2 separate regions of the Callithrix jacchus genome follow, and region 2 is linked to region 1. A link is a contact called in public Hi-C data. All regions are on one chromosome and are shown on one strand. Each heading gives the region's core, a stretch centred on a gene start, on an enhancer-like site or on the middle of the called end of the contact. The rest is flanking DNA. Distances are from core to core; before and after follow the strand shown.

What was found. Hi-C and Micro-C count contacts between places; a contact is called where the count stands out from the background.
Region 2: a Hi-C map of skeletal muscle shows a contact between it and region 1, with 3 times the contacts expected there. The contact joins the enhancer-like site here to the promoter of EPB42 in region 1. A contact is called at or near these places in 2 of 3 Hi-C or Micro-C datasets (induced pluripotent stem cells and skeletal muscle).

Annotation. Positions count from the first base shown.
Region 1 is chr8:30,960,673-30,966,790 of calJac240_pri, reverse strand. EPB42 (erythrocyte membrane protein band 4.2) reads left to right here and starts at 2,440. Exons shown (of 16, transcript XM_035259441.3): 1 at 2,440-2,600.
Region 2 is chr8:31,025,758-31,032,257 of calJac240_pri, reverse strand. It overlaps TGM7 (transglutaminase 7), which reads left to right. Exons shown (of 13, transcript XM_078334092.1): 5 at 2,141-2,269; 6 at 2,353-2,530; 7 at 4,855-4,993. Among named protein-coding and RNA genes, the nearest start is that of TGM5, 21 kb to the right of the region's middle. Within about 2 kb of position 2,912, at least 2 of the 16 cell types and tissues checked have an H3K27ac peak or open chromatin away from gene starts, as enhancers often do.

The DNA of each region.
Region 1 (6,118 bases), core at 1,191-3,690:
AAAAATGCAAATCTGATTGTTTTACTCCCTTGCTTCAAATATCATTCAATGGCTTCCCACTGCTCTGAGGATAAAATCCAAAATTCTCAACTCAATTCTGCAAGATTTAGCCTTTGCCTTACCTCTTCCCATCTCTCTTTGTGATGCAGGCCCACTGACCTTTCAGTTGCTTCCTGCTTTAGAGCCTGTGCACATGCTGTGCTCTCTCCTCTCATGCCAACCCACGTCCTATTACTTAGTTAACTCCTATTTATCCTGCTAGTTTCTCAGCCTTAAATATCACCTTCTAAGAGAAGTCTACCCTGACCTTCCACACCTAGGTCTGAGAGCACTCAAACTTCTTTCACAGCATTTAGCACACTTGGCAGAGAAACAGCTAATGGTGTATGCACTTAGTACTGTCTGTCTCCCCCTGCTGGAATAGAAGCTCCTTGGTGCCAGGGACGCATCTATCTAATTTACTGCTATATTACCAGTACCTAATACGGTTCCTAACAGTTCCTAACAGTACCTACCACAGTTTCTTTTCTTTTCTTTTTCTTTTTCTTTTTTTTGCCTCAACAGAGAATTCTTTATTATGTCCAAAAGAGCACAACGAAAACATCCCCAACAATACATAAACCTTTATATAAAATATAGAATATCAGTGGCTCACGCCTATAACCCCAGCACTTTGGGAGGCCAAGGTGGGTGGATCACGAGGTCAAGAGATCGAAACCATCCTGGTCAACATGGTGAAACCCCTCTCTACTAAAAATACAAAAATTAGCTGGGCATGGTGGTGCACGCCTGTAGTCCCAGCTACTCGGGAGACTGAGGCAGAAGAATTGCTTGAACCCAGGAGGCGGAGGTTGCGGTGAGCTAAGATCATGCCGTTGCACTCCAGTCTGGGTAACAACAGCGAAACTCTGTCTCAAAACAAAAAAAAAAAGAATATCTCCAATATTTTTACTTTATATGGGAGCATGCCAATATATGCAAGAGAACATATTGATGGGGCCAGGGGAAAACTATTTGGGCAATGACTTAGGCATTAACATTCAGACCAGGTAAACAGCTATTTTAGTCAGAAAAACAATATGAGAAGAGTTCCTGTGAAGTGGGATTTACATACTTCATTTTCCATTCCTGGTCATTTCATCCACAGCTTGACTGTTGTCAATCATGCTTCTTTGCCTTTGGAGTGGTATTATAAAGGTACAGAGAATGCCCATCTCAGTACCAGAATTTCACCAGGAAAAATCAGAATAGAAATGACAAAGCTTAAAAAAAAAAAGGAAGGCCAGATTTCAGAAGTATTTATCCTAATTATTTTTAAGAAAGCTTGCCGTAAATACTTACAAAAACAACAGGCTTTACAAAATATTATACACGTCTTGTGTATAGCAGTAAGTATTACTCAGGCCATTTGTCAGACTATTTTAGTAATTAGTTTCTTGTGTACACTTTCATCTCAAGAAGGTCAATAAGCATCTGATTTCCTCTCTAGCTAATGATCTGTTGTTAGCCTACTTTTAACAATGGAAAAAGAAACTGGTATATGTTTTAAGTCAACCAGTTCTCCTAAGTCTCATAGTTTGTTTCGACGTCATGTTATTGTGTACTTACATAAGTAATCTCTCAGTTATGAAAAATAAAATCAGTTTCTGGGCTCAGAAAGTAAAAAGGGAAATTCTTTCCCAATCTCCCCCTCCCCCACCGCCTGGCTTTTTTTGTTTAAAAAATTAAATTTAAATGTACAAGACCAAACACAGGCAATTTCCAAAAAACAAAAATGAAGCCAAATCACAAAATTACTCAATAGTTATAGAATACAGCTCTGATTTTGGGGGGGGGGGGGAGTTCATCTCTAGTTTGGGCACGTCTTCCTTTTTCTGCCTGTCCACCAAGAGACCCCAAGGGAAAAGTGCTTTCACAATTCTGGGTCGAGGAGACCTATGAAATTACAGGCATTTGAACAGATGGGTTGTTTTCGAAACGGTGTTCTCCAAGATCATTTTGAACAAAGGTCTCTTCTCGTTCCTTGTTTTAAGTATTCCGGCACCAGTAAATCACTTCATGCTTTAGGCGATGCATCTTAAGCGAGTAAGCCCTGGTGAACTTTTTCCCACAGCGGTCACACTGAAATGGTTTAATTCCTGAGTGGATGGACATGTGCTGCTTTAAGTTCTGAATACGGGTGAATCGCACCCAGCAGGCTGGACATTGAAAAGGTCTGTCTGGACCACTTGGACTTGGTCGTTCTGTACTGCAGGTAGCAGGAGTAATGTAGAGTTGGTAGGGATACTGAACATTTTCCGGTAGATCACCATCCCCCGCAGGAGCATTACTAGTAGACGTGCTTTGAAGTGTAGGCAACCCCTCAGTAACGTCTTATTTACTGAGCATGCGGGCCGCGGCGCCGGGCTCCGGAGGCCTGCAGCTCCTCCTTCTCCCGCCAGGCTGGGGCGGTGGCGGCCCGGGGGAGGGGGCGGAGAGCGCGGCTCTCGGCTTCTCTCTTTCTCAGGGAGGCTCAGGGGCCCCCATCTCGGGCCGCAGCGTCTAAGCCCGTGAGCAGCCTGTGGCTGGGGCCAGGCATAGCCCACCAGCGTGACTGCGAGGTGGGAGTGCGAGGCGGCGGGAAGGAAGCACCCCTGGCGCTCTGAGGCCTGAGGGGAGGAGCGAGGGGGCCCGGAAGCCGCGCGCAGGCGGCGGTTGGGGACGATTGGCCAAGTGCATGCGGTGGTTTGGGAGCGCCGCGACTGCTCGCCGAGTACCTGGCGGGGCGGGTTTAAGAAAGGGAAGGGGAATTAGGGGAGGGGAAGGGGAGGTTGGGAGCCGCCGCCGTTGCTGCTCCACTCACTCCCGCCTTTTTTGGGGCACTATGTCTACCTAACAGTTTCTAACAGTACCTGCCGGTACCTAGCACAGTTCCTAGTGTATGACAGTGCTCATCAAGTATTTGTTTCAGAAATGAATAAGTGGATAGTTCTTGAGTCTACACCACCTGAACTGTTGTTTTTCTGCCGGAGGCTGGGGAGTAGAAAGGTGTTGGTGCCGTGGGACAGACCTTTCTGGTGACCCCTCCCTCCATCCTCCTCACATCTCCCACTCGCTTTTCCCCAGCTCAACCAAAACGCAGCAGCGTGTGTCTCATTTTGGGCTCCTCAAAAAGTGCCCTGACTGAAATACTGCCAGAGACTGGATCTCTGTGACGCTCAAATGGGAACTGAACCAGGAAAGAGAAGATTCCCTTTGCTTGATCCAAAAGGAGAACCCATTCCCCAAAGGGAAACCAGCCCACAACCTCCCCATTGCCCTCCCGGGTAGGGGGCTGTCTGTGGTGAAAAAAGTTCTTTCAGCCAGACTTTTCTTTCCCTTGAAAGTTTTTGTTACTTTAAAAATATTAACACATAAATATATGTTCATGGTACAAAGATACAAAGGACATATAGAAAAAAGCCTAGGCACTGAGTTTCTCTATCTAGAAGAAGTAATTTCCCAGAAATAGTCCATATAAACACAAGCAAATTCATATATATTCTCCCCCCACACATACCCTTTACTCAAAGATAGCATATATTCAGTTTGTTCTCTACCTCACTTATTCCGTTTATCAGTACAGCTTGGGCTGAGCGCGGTGGCTCATGCCTGTAATCCCAACACTTTGGGAGGCCAAGGCTGGAGGATCACTTGAGCTCCGGAGTTCAAGACCAGCCTGGGAAACATAGGGGGACCCCATCTCTACAAAAAATAAAAAATTAGCCAGGTGTACTGGCCTATGCCTGTAGTCCCAGCTACTTTGGAGGCTGAAGTGGGAGGATCACTTGAGCCCAGAAGGTTGAGGCTGCAGTGAGCCATGATTGCGCCACTGCACTCTAGCCTGGGTGACAGAGTTAGACCTTGTCTCAAAACAAATCAAGCTTGGAGATTGTTCCACATCCTTTATAGAACTACTTCATTATTTTTCACCTTTATGTATTTTATTGAATGCATGTCCCATAATTTATCTACCTAATACCTTATGCATGAATGTTTAGGTAGTTTCCAGTTGTTGGGGTTCAGGGGAGGCCTCAGCTTCCCTGAGAGGACGTTTCTACAGGTTCTTGGTCTACTACTCCCCAAGAATGGGAGAAGAGACCACGCATAAAAGTAAATGCCAGACTCAAAAGCATCTGTAGAAAGTGACTTATTTAGGTAAAGAAAGAGAAAAAGAAGAGAGAAAACTTCCACGAAAAGCGTGTGGAAGCGGGACCCCAGAGGGGAGATCCAGGAAGGGAACGAGACGTCCCACTATGCTGCAGAGGATTCCAGAGAGCTGGAAATCCGGTGTGGCTGAAGGAGGAGGGGAATTTATCCTGGGAGAAATTCCCACCTCCCCAAGTTCCTCTGGCCAATGAAAGGAGTTCGTTTAAACTTCCGCTGGGGCGATTGACTCTTAGTTTCTTCCCGCGGGCGCGAAATTTAAACAAAAACTGTTAAATCTCCCGGATGGAGAGATATGGGAGGGGTGCATGGCACTGGGAAGTTCTTGCCCTTAAAACTACGCCCCCTTGTGGACCCGGAAAGAGAACACATTTCCTCACAGTCTTTTGGGGTTATAAATATCAATGCACTGAATATACTTGTATACATTTTATTTTACACCTGTTGGATCATTTGTATAATAAATATCCAGAAGCAGAATGACTGAATTAAATTATAGACTTTTTCTTTAACTGAGAGCAAGTGTATTAAGAAAGTAAAGGAATAAAAAGAACGGCTAATCCATAGATAGAGCAGCCAAAAGTATAGACATTTAAAGTTTTGGTAGAAACTACTTAATTTCCCTCTGTTCTGGACTGAATTTTGTCCTCCCCAAAAAATAATATGTTGAAGCCTTAACCCCCAATGTGACTGTATTTGGAGATGGAACCTCTAAGAAGGTAGTAAAGGTGAAGTGGGGTCATGAGAATGGACTACAATCCAACAGGAATAATGTCCTTGTTAGAAGAGGAGAAGACACCTGAGATCTTCCTCTTTCCCTGGAGACACACAGAAGAGGCTGTGTGAGAATTCACCTGCAAGCCAGGAAGAGAGCCTTCACCAGACACCAAGCCTAAAGGCCTTGATCTTGAGCTTCTAGCCTACAGAAGAGTGAGAACATAAATATCTATTGTTTAAGCCACCCAGTCTAACACTCTCCGTAGAGACTGCACCAATTTGGAGACACTGCATCAGTTTTTATTTATTTATTTATAATTTTTTGAGACAAAGTATTGCTCTGTTGTCCAGGCTGGAATGCAGTGGCACAATCTCAGCCTACTGCCTCCGCCACCCACCAGGTTCAAGCAATTCCCATGTCTCTGCCTCCCGAGTAGCTGAGATTACAGGTGCCCACCACTTCGTCTGGATAATTGCTGTATTTTTAGTCAAGATGGGGTTTCACCATTTTGGCCTGCCTGGTCTCAAACTCCTGACCTCAAGTGATTCACCAGCCTCCCAAAGTGCTGGGATGACAGGTGTGAGCTACTGCGCCCAGCTGAGGCTGCATCAATTTAAATTTGCACTCCCACTAGTATTATAAGAGAGTAACTATTTTCCTAAATCATTACCAACTCAAAATGTTGTCAAACTCTTTTATCTTTGCCAATCTAATAGGTGAAGAAAGAAGGATATCTCAGGATGTTTTTATTTTGCGTTTTTATTAAGTGAGGCTGGACATCTCTCCATGGATTTGAGAGACATTTTTATTTTCTTTTCTGTGAGATGTCTATCATATCCTTCATCCGTTTTTCTAATAGTTTGTTATTCTTGATTTATAGGCATATTTTATATTAAGGAGATTAAGCCTTCATGATATGAGTTTCAAATATTTTCCCCAACTTGTTGCGTATCTTTTAACTATGTGAACTTTTCCATTTAAAATTTTTTAAGGATTCAAATTTTTAAGGAATCAAATTTCTCAATATTTTCTTTATGGCTTCTTATGGGTTTTGTGTAATATTTTAAAAGGTTTTCCCAAGTTAAGAAGTGTCTCATTTTTTCTTCTATTTCTTTAAGAATTTAATAAAAGTTTTGATCCATCTGAAATTTATTTTAATGTATGGCATAAGGTAGGAAGCCAACTGTATTTTGTCAAGTTAATTGTCCCCAAACC
Region 2 (6,500 bases), core at 1,663-4,162, 65 kb before region 1:
GAACTTGTGATCCACCTGCCTTAACCTCCCAAAGTGCTGGGATTACAGGTGTGAGCCACTGCATCCAGCCCCCTTTTTAGTTTGTAACATTTTTTTATGAAAACCTTAAAGCATAATCAAAGTAGACAGGCTACTGTAATGAATCTCCATGTACCCACCTCTCGGCTTCAATAGTGTCGTTTCAGCAATACCAGGGGTTTGCAAACTACAGCCCACAGACCAAATGTGGCCTACTGCCTGTTTAGCCCATGAGCTGAGAATAGTTTTCACATTTTTTAACTGTTGAAAGGAATTTTAGAAGAATAATATTTTGTGATGTGAAAATTAAATGAAATTCAAATTTCAGTGTTCACAAATAGCATTTTATTGCAACATAGCCATGTTTATTAATTTAGATATCATCTGTGGCTGCTTGCATGCTGCAATGGCAGAATTGAGTTATTGAGACAGAGACCTTATGGCCTGCAAAGGCTAAAATAGAACTATTTGGTTCTTCTTTTTTTTTTTTTTAGACGGAGTTTCGCTCTTGTTACCCAGGCTGGAGTGCAATGGCGCGATCTCGGCTCACCGCAACCTCCGCCTCCTGGGTTCAGGCAATTCTCCTGCCTTAGCCTCCTGAGAAGCTGGGATTACAGGCACGTGCCACCACACCCAGATAATCTTTTGTATTTTTAGTAGAGACAGGGTTTCACCATATTGACCAGGATGGTCTCGATCTGTTGACCTCGTGATCCACCTGCCTCGGCCTCCCAAAGTGCTGGGATTACAGGCGTGAACCACTGCTCCTGGCCACTACTTGGTTCTTTACAGAAAAATCTTGCCCATCCCTGGTCTGTACTCCTCTGTGTCCACACCCACTCCTCACTTTATTGTTAGGGTTTTTTTTTTTTGAGATGGAGTCTCACTCTGTTGCCCAGGCTGACATGCAGTGGCGTGATCTCGGCTCACTGCAACCTCCACTTCCCGGGTTCAAGCGATTCCCCCGCCTCAGCCTCTGAGTAGCTGGGACTACAGGTTCATGCCATCACGCCTAGCTAATTTTTGTATTTTTAGTAGAGACAGGTTTTCAACATGTTGGCCCGGCTAGTCTCTGACTCCTGACCTTAGGTGATTCACCCGCCTTGGCCTCCCAAAGTGCTGAGATTACAGGTGTGAGCCACTGCGTCTGGCCAATTTTTTTTTTTTTAAAGCAAATTACAGATAACATATCATTTAATCCAGTAATACTTCAGCATATTTAATCTGGTAATACTTCAGAATGTGGTCATGTAAAAGATGATAACTTTCTGAAAAACTTAATCACAATACATGAAAAAAAAAAAAAAACCGAACAGTAATTCTTTAACCACATCAAATATCCAGTTAGTGTACACAGGGGGGCCTTGGCTCTGGGAAACAAGTCCACTCTCAACCCCTGAAGGCGTGTTTTCTCTCTCCCTCCCACTGCCACCTCAATCCTGTCCACAAACTCCAGAAGGGAAGAGGTGGGGGAAGCCTTGCACATTTTCCCCATTCTCCGACCATGGCAACCTGTGACCCTCTTTGAAACTGAGACAAATACCTGTGCATTTGGCAGCCAAAGTGTTGAGACAGACATTGTGCACGTCTATCCTGAGCCTACCCTGGCTCTTCCAGGGCATACAGTGTCTGCTCTGAGCTCCTTTACCTGGTTTCGAGACTGGCATGCCTGGCCTTACATTGATCTCTAGATTTTTTCTGCTGTGATCTTTTCCCTGCTCCTTCAAGTCCTCCAGATAGGCGTCTAAGTCCTTGATACCCACCATGCTCAAAGACCTCAGGTAAATGTCCCCACTCTCCTCTCTTCCTGTTCACCCAATCCAGCAAAGTCCATTGGTACCAAAACCTTCTCTCATCTATTCAGTCAACAGGGATCTCTCACTCTCAAATTCTGTTTCTATTTTCCATCAGAGCAACACAGTTTAGTTTTTCAGAATTCCAAACCTAATACATTCCCAATTTGATTTACAAGTTCTTCAAAGACAGGACCTTGTCTTATATTTAGTGTGCCCCCCTCACATCCCCATGTACATGCCATCCCCAAAAGTCTGTTAGTGGCTTAAAGTTTCAGAATTCTAGACATTTGCTCTTCTCTTCTTTCTCCCTCAAAATCACTTGGAAGTTTGAAGAGGACGTCATAGACATCTGCTTTGAGATCCTGAACAAGAGCCTGTATTACTTAAAGAACCCGGCCAAAGACTGTTCCCAGCGGAACGACGTGGTGTACGTGTGCAGGGTGGTGAGTGCCATGGTAAGGATGGATGCTTCCCACCGTCTGAGGACAGTCTGAGCTTCCCCGGGCGCTGTGGAAACTCACCTGTCTGTCCTATGCAGATCAACAGCAATGATGACAATGGCGTGCTGCAGGGGAACTGGGGTGAGGACTACTCCAAGGGGGTCAGCCCTCTGGAGTGGAACGGCAGTGTGGCCATCCTACGGCAGTGGTCAGCCAGGGGCGGGCAGCCTGTGAAGTATGGACAGTGCTGGGTCTTCGCTTCTGTTATGTGCACCGGTGAGCAAAAGATCACTCATGTAGACATGCGATTACTTTCCCGTGGCCCCACCGCTGGGGATGGTGGGCACCCAGGCCCTGAACCAGCACACCATATAGTCTCAAAGGATCCTGTGCATTTATGTGAGAGGGGTGTTGACCTGTGGCAATCACTGCACAGTATCCTTGATGGAGCAGTCAGACTGTTATAACAGTCACCTGGATAGAAGAGCTTGTAGTCCCGAAGCAGAGACCAAATGGCTTCTTTCTGCCATCTGCTCTGGCATCTCAGCTCGAGGCGAGCCTGGCATGGGGGCAGGTGCAAGCAGATGGCATGAGATAGCTGACCTCACCCGTAGGCAGAGCTAGCAGCTCCCACATGCTTCACCAAGAGATCCTTGAGCAGTTATCATTATAGACTTGCTGCTTTGGTGACTACCCTTAAAGAACATCAATGTTTTATGCAGTATCAGTTATTTAGAATTCAGTGCAAAGTTGTTGAGCAGATTATCTGTGAAGATGAGAGGAAGATGGAGAATACTAAGGTGACTGCCTGTCACACCCTTGCAAGGCCAAAATGCCTTACACAGGCCTGTCCTGCTACATTAGGGAGTGGAGCTTGATCAACGTTTGCTGAACTAACAGGGTGACTCTGAGTTGGAAAAAGGAGGAGTGGAGAATGAAGAGGACAGAGACAGGTGCCAAAGACAAGAGCAGAGACTTTTTGGAGAGGAGCGGCACAGCCTGGCAGTTATATATAGGTGTTGCAAAGACAGAGGAGGTTTAAATCTGAGTTTTTGAATCCAGTGACCTCACTTTGCTCAGGTGTGAAATGGGGCTGGGGCTATTCTGGCATTCAGTATTCCCAGTTGTCCCTTGGGTTGGGAAGTCCCCAGGCTGTGGCCAGGTAGCTGTTACTGAGGAGGCTTGGGATGAGTAGGAGAAGGATGAGGTCCACCACCTGCTCCAATTCCAAGCCTCTCCCCACTTCCAGGCCCTTGAGTTCTGGGGCCACTGCGCGCTGGGGAAGCTGCCCCTGCCAAGTTTCTTCTGGCCACTTGCAGCCCATGTGTTTCTCCCATGCCTGCTATGGATCTGTGACAAGCCCAGGAGCTGTGCTGTGAGTGGACAGGTGACTGTAGAACAGTCAGCCTTCTTGGGGGCTCTTCAGAGAATCAAAACAAATGGATTGGATGCTCTCAATAGTCCTTTTACTTTTCAAAGCTGTGTAATCCTCCTGGCAGCCTCAGTGGGCATTGTCTGCCCCTCCCCCTCCTGGGAGAGAGGAGTGGGATAAACCTCTCCAAACTCCTCGCCATGCTGAAAGATTTTGAGACCCATGTTCCCCCAAGTTCACACCTGGCTCTTGCTGGCTCTTGGCTTGACTTCGTCTGGGCCTGGGCAGGCAGATGTGTGTGTGTGTGTGTGTGTGTGTGTGTGTGTGTGTGTGTTGGGGTGATGTCTACACTTTGGGACTAGATTTGTGAAATCCTAACTCAGTTTTTAAAAGCCTTTATGGCAGTATCATGAGAGGCCGCAAGAGGGAGCTGCTGCCTTATTAAAGATGATTGCTGCCTCTGGTTTCCCCTTGTCTCTGCTGACGCTTCCATTGTCTCTAGAAGTCTATCTTATCTTGTCCTATCCATTCTCTAATTTCTTTCATACCTCTTCCCCACCTCTTATCTTTAATTAGAATTACAGATCCCAAATTTCCAAACTAGGGTGGGAGGAGGGAGAGGAGCAGAAAAGATACTGGGTACTGGGCTTAATACCTGGATGATGAAATAATTTGTACAGCGAACCCCCGTGACACATGTTTACCTACATAACCAACCTTCATGTGTACCCTCAATCCTAAAATAAAGGTTAAAAAAAATTTGGAACTAATAATCATTTGGTTAATTTTGTTAGACATGAGGTTACTAAGGACCAGAGAAGTCAAATAACTTACCAAAGTTCACACAGCTTTTCATTTGAAAATGGCCAACCACAGCGCTAAAAATTTAAATTTTTTCTTTCTAGTTATTAAATGTTTTAGGTTCTCTGTTTTTAACTTGGAAAGCTGCTTAGTGGAAAGACTGCTAAATGATAAAATGGATTATTGTTAACTTGTTGTTTTAAGTGATCCTCAAATGATTCCTTTCTCCTTGTGGGATGTTGACCACTGACGGGGAAGCAGGCTCTGGGACTGGGTGTGATTCTCTGGGAATAAAGGAGTTACTCATGTGGTTCCATAAGAGTCGGCTTTCTGTCCTCCAGCTTGAATGTTAGAAATTATGCATGGAAAACTAGTAATTCTGCCTAGATGAACTCAGTGATTCTCTATACTTTATTTTTCTCTTTAGTGATGAGATGCTTAGGTGTTCCAACTCGTGTTGTTTCCAATTTCCGTTCTGCGCACAACGTGGATAGGAACTTGACCATCGACACGTACTATGACCGAAATGCAGAGATGCTGTCAACTCAGAAACGAGACAAAATATGGTGAGAGGCACTGTCTTGAACAGATCTCTGCTCTGTCCTGGGGAGAGCAGGAAAACTTTGATCTGGTTCTCTCTGCCTCTTGAGGCAATACTGCAAGATTGCCCAGAACATTGCTGCTGATACTCAGAGAAGAGAAGAATTCCCCAACCCAGGAGGTTGTTCTGGTTAATTACGTCATCAACTTAAACTCATTTCAGAGATAGAAAACAATGGAATAACATTCTGAGGCCTCAACCAAATGACTAGCCAGCTGTCTTCTGAACACTAACCTCAAAAGTCTTTATTCATCTTCCTCTTCCTTCTCCGAGTCTCTGTTTGTACCATTCTGTTTTCCCAGAAGTCAGACAGAGCCTGGACTGGCTATTTCTGTAGACATATTCTTGTCTCTCTTGACTTCTTCCTCTCCCCGCCCCACTCACTTCTGTGTGCGTGTGTGTGTGATCTCTGTGGATCCCTTTATTTGTGTATCTTTGGTGTCTTTTCCTGGTTCTTTTGTCCTTGGCATTACCCCCAAATCCGGTTTCCTGTTTTTTCTTTTCCAGCCTTCCAGCCAGTTTCCAGGTAAGATTTTATTTTTTTTTTTTTGAGATGGAGTCTCGCTCTGTCACCCACGGTGGAGTGCAATGGTACGACTTCAGCTCATTGAAACCTTCACTTCCTGGGTTTAAGGTATTCTCTTGCATCAGCCTCCCGGGTAGATGGGACTATAGGCCCCAACCACCATGCCTGAATAATTTTTGTATTTTTAGTAGAGATGGGTTGTCACCATGTTGGCCATGTTGGTCCCGAACTCTTGACCTCAGGTGATCCACCTGCCTCAGCCTCCCAAAGTGTTGGGATTACAGGTGTGAGCCACCGCACTCAGCCTCCAGGTGAGACTCTTTGAGTTGTGTGAGAACTAGCTGCTGTCCTAGGAGCCCCCTCCCTCTCTGAGCTTCTATTTCCTTGTCTGTAAAATGAAGATAATGTCAACTTCACAGGATTGCTAGGGTGCAATGAGATCAATGTCGGTAAGGAGGATTTTTCAGCCTGGGATCCACAGTTAGACTCCTAGAGGGCTGAATCGTCTCTGATTCAGGAAGTAGTGGTATATCTGAAGATATGTAACTTAGGTGCAGTTCTGTCTTTGAATGCATGTCCTGAGTCTAATAATGAGGAAACATCAGACAAGCCCAAAATGGGGGCCACTCTGGTTTTAAAAGATAAATAAATAAAATAAAGACTGTTTTCATTAAAAGCCCAGACTTCACCACTAGGCAATATCTCCATGAAACAAAACTACATTTGTACCCTTTACATTTACAAAAAAATAAAAAAAGAAAGCGAGAGAGTGTTTTAAAATCCCAGTGTAAGGAAAGAAAGAAAGGTGGAGGAACTATTCCAAGATCAAAGGGTATGAGAAGCTGTGCAGCTGAATGTAGTATGTGATCACAGACGGCATCCCATACCACGTGGGAAAAGAATGCTCTAAACCACATCATTAGGTCAACTGACAACATTAAAATAT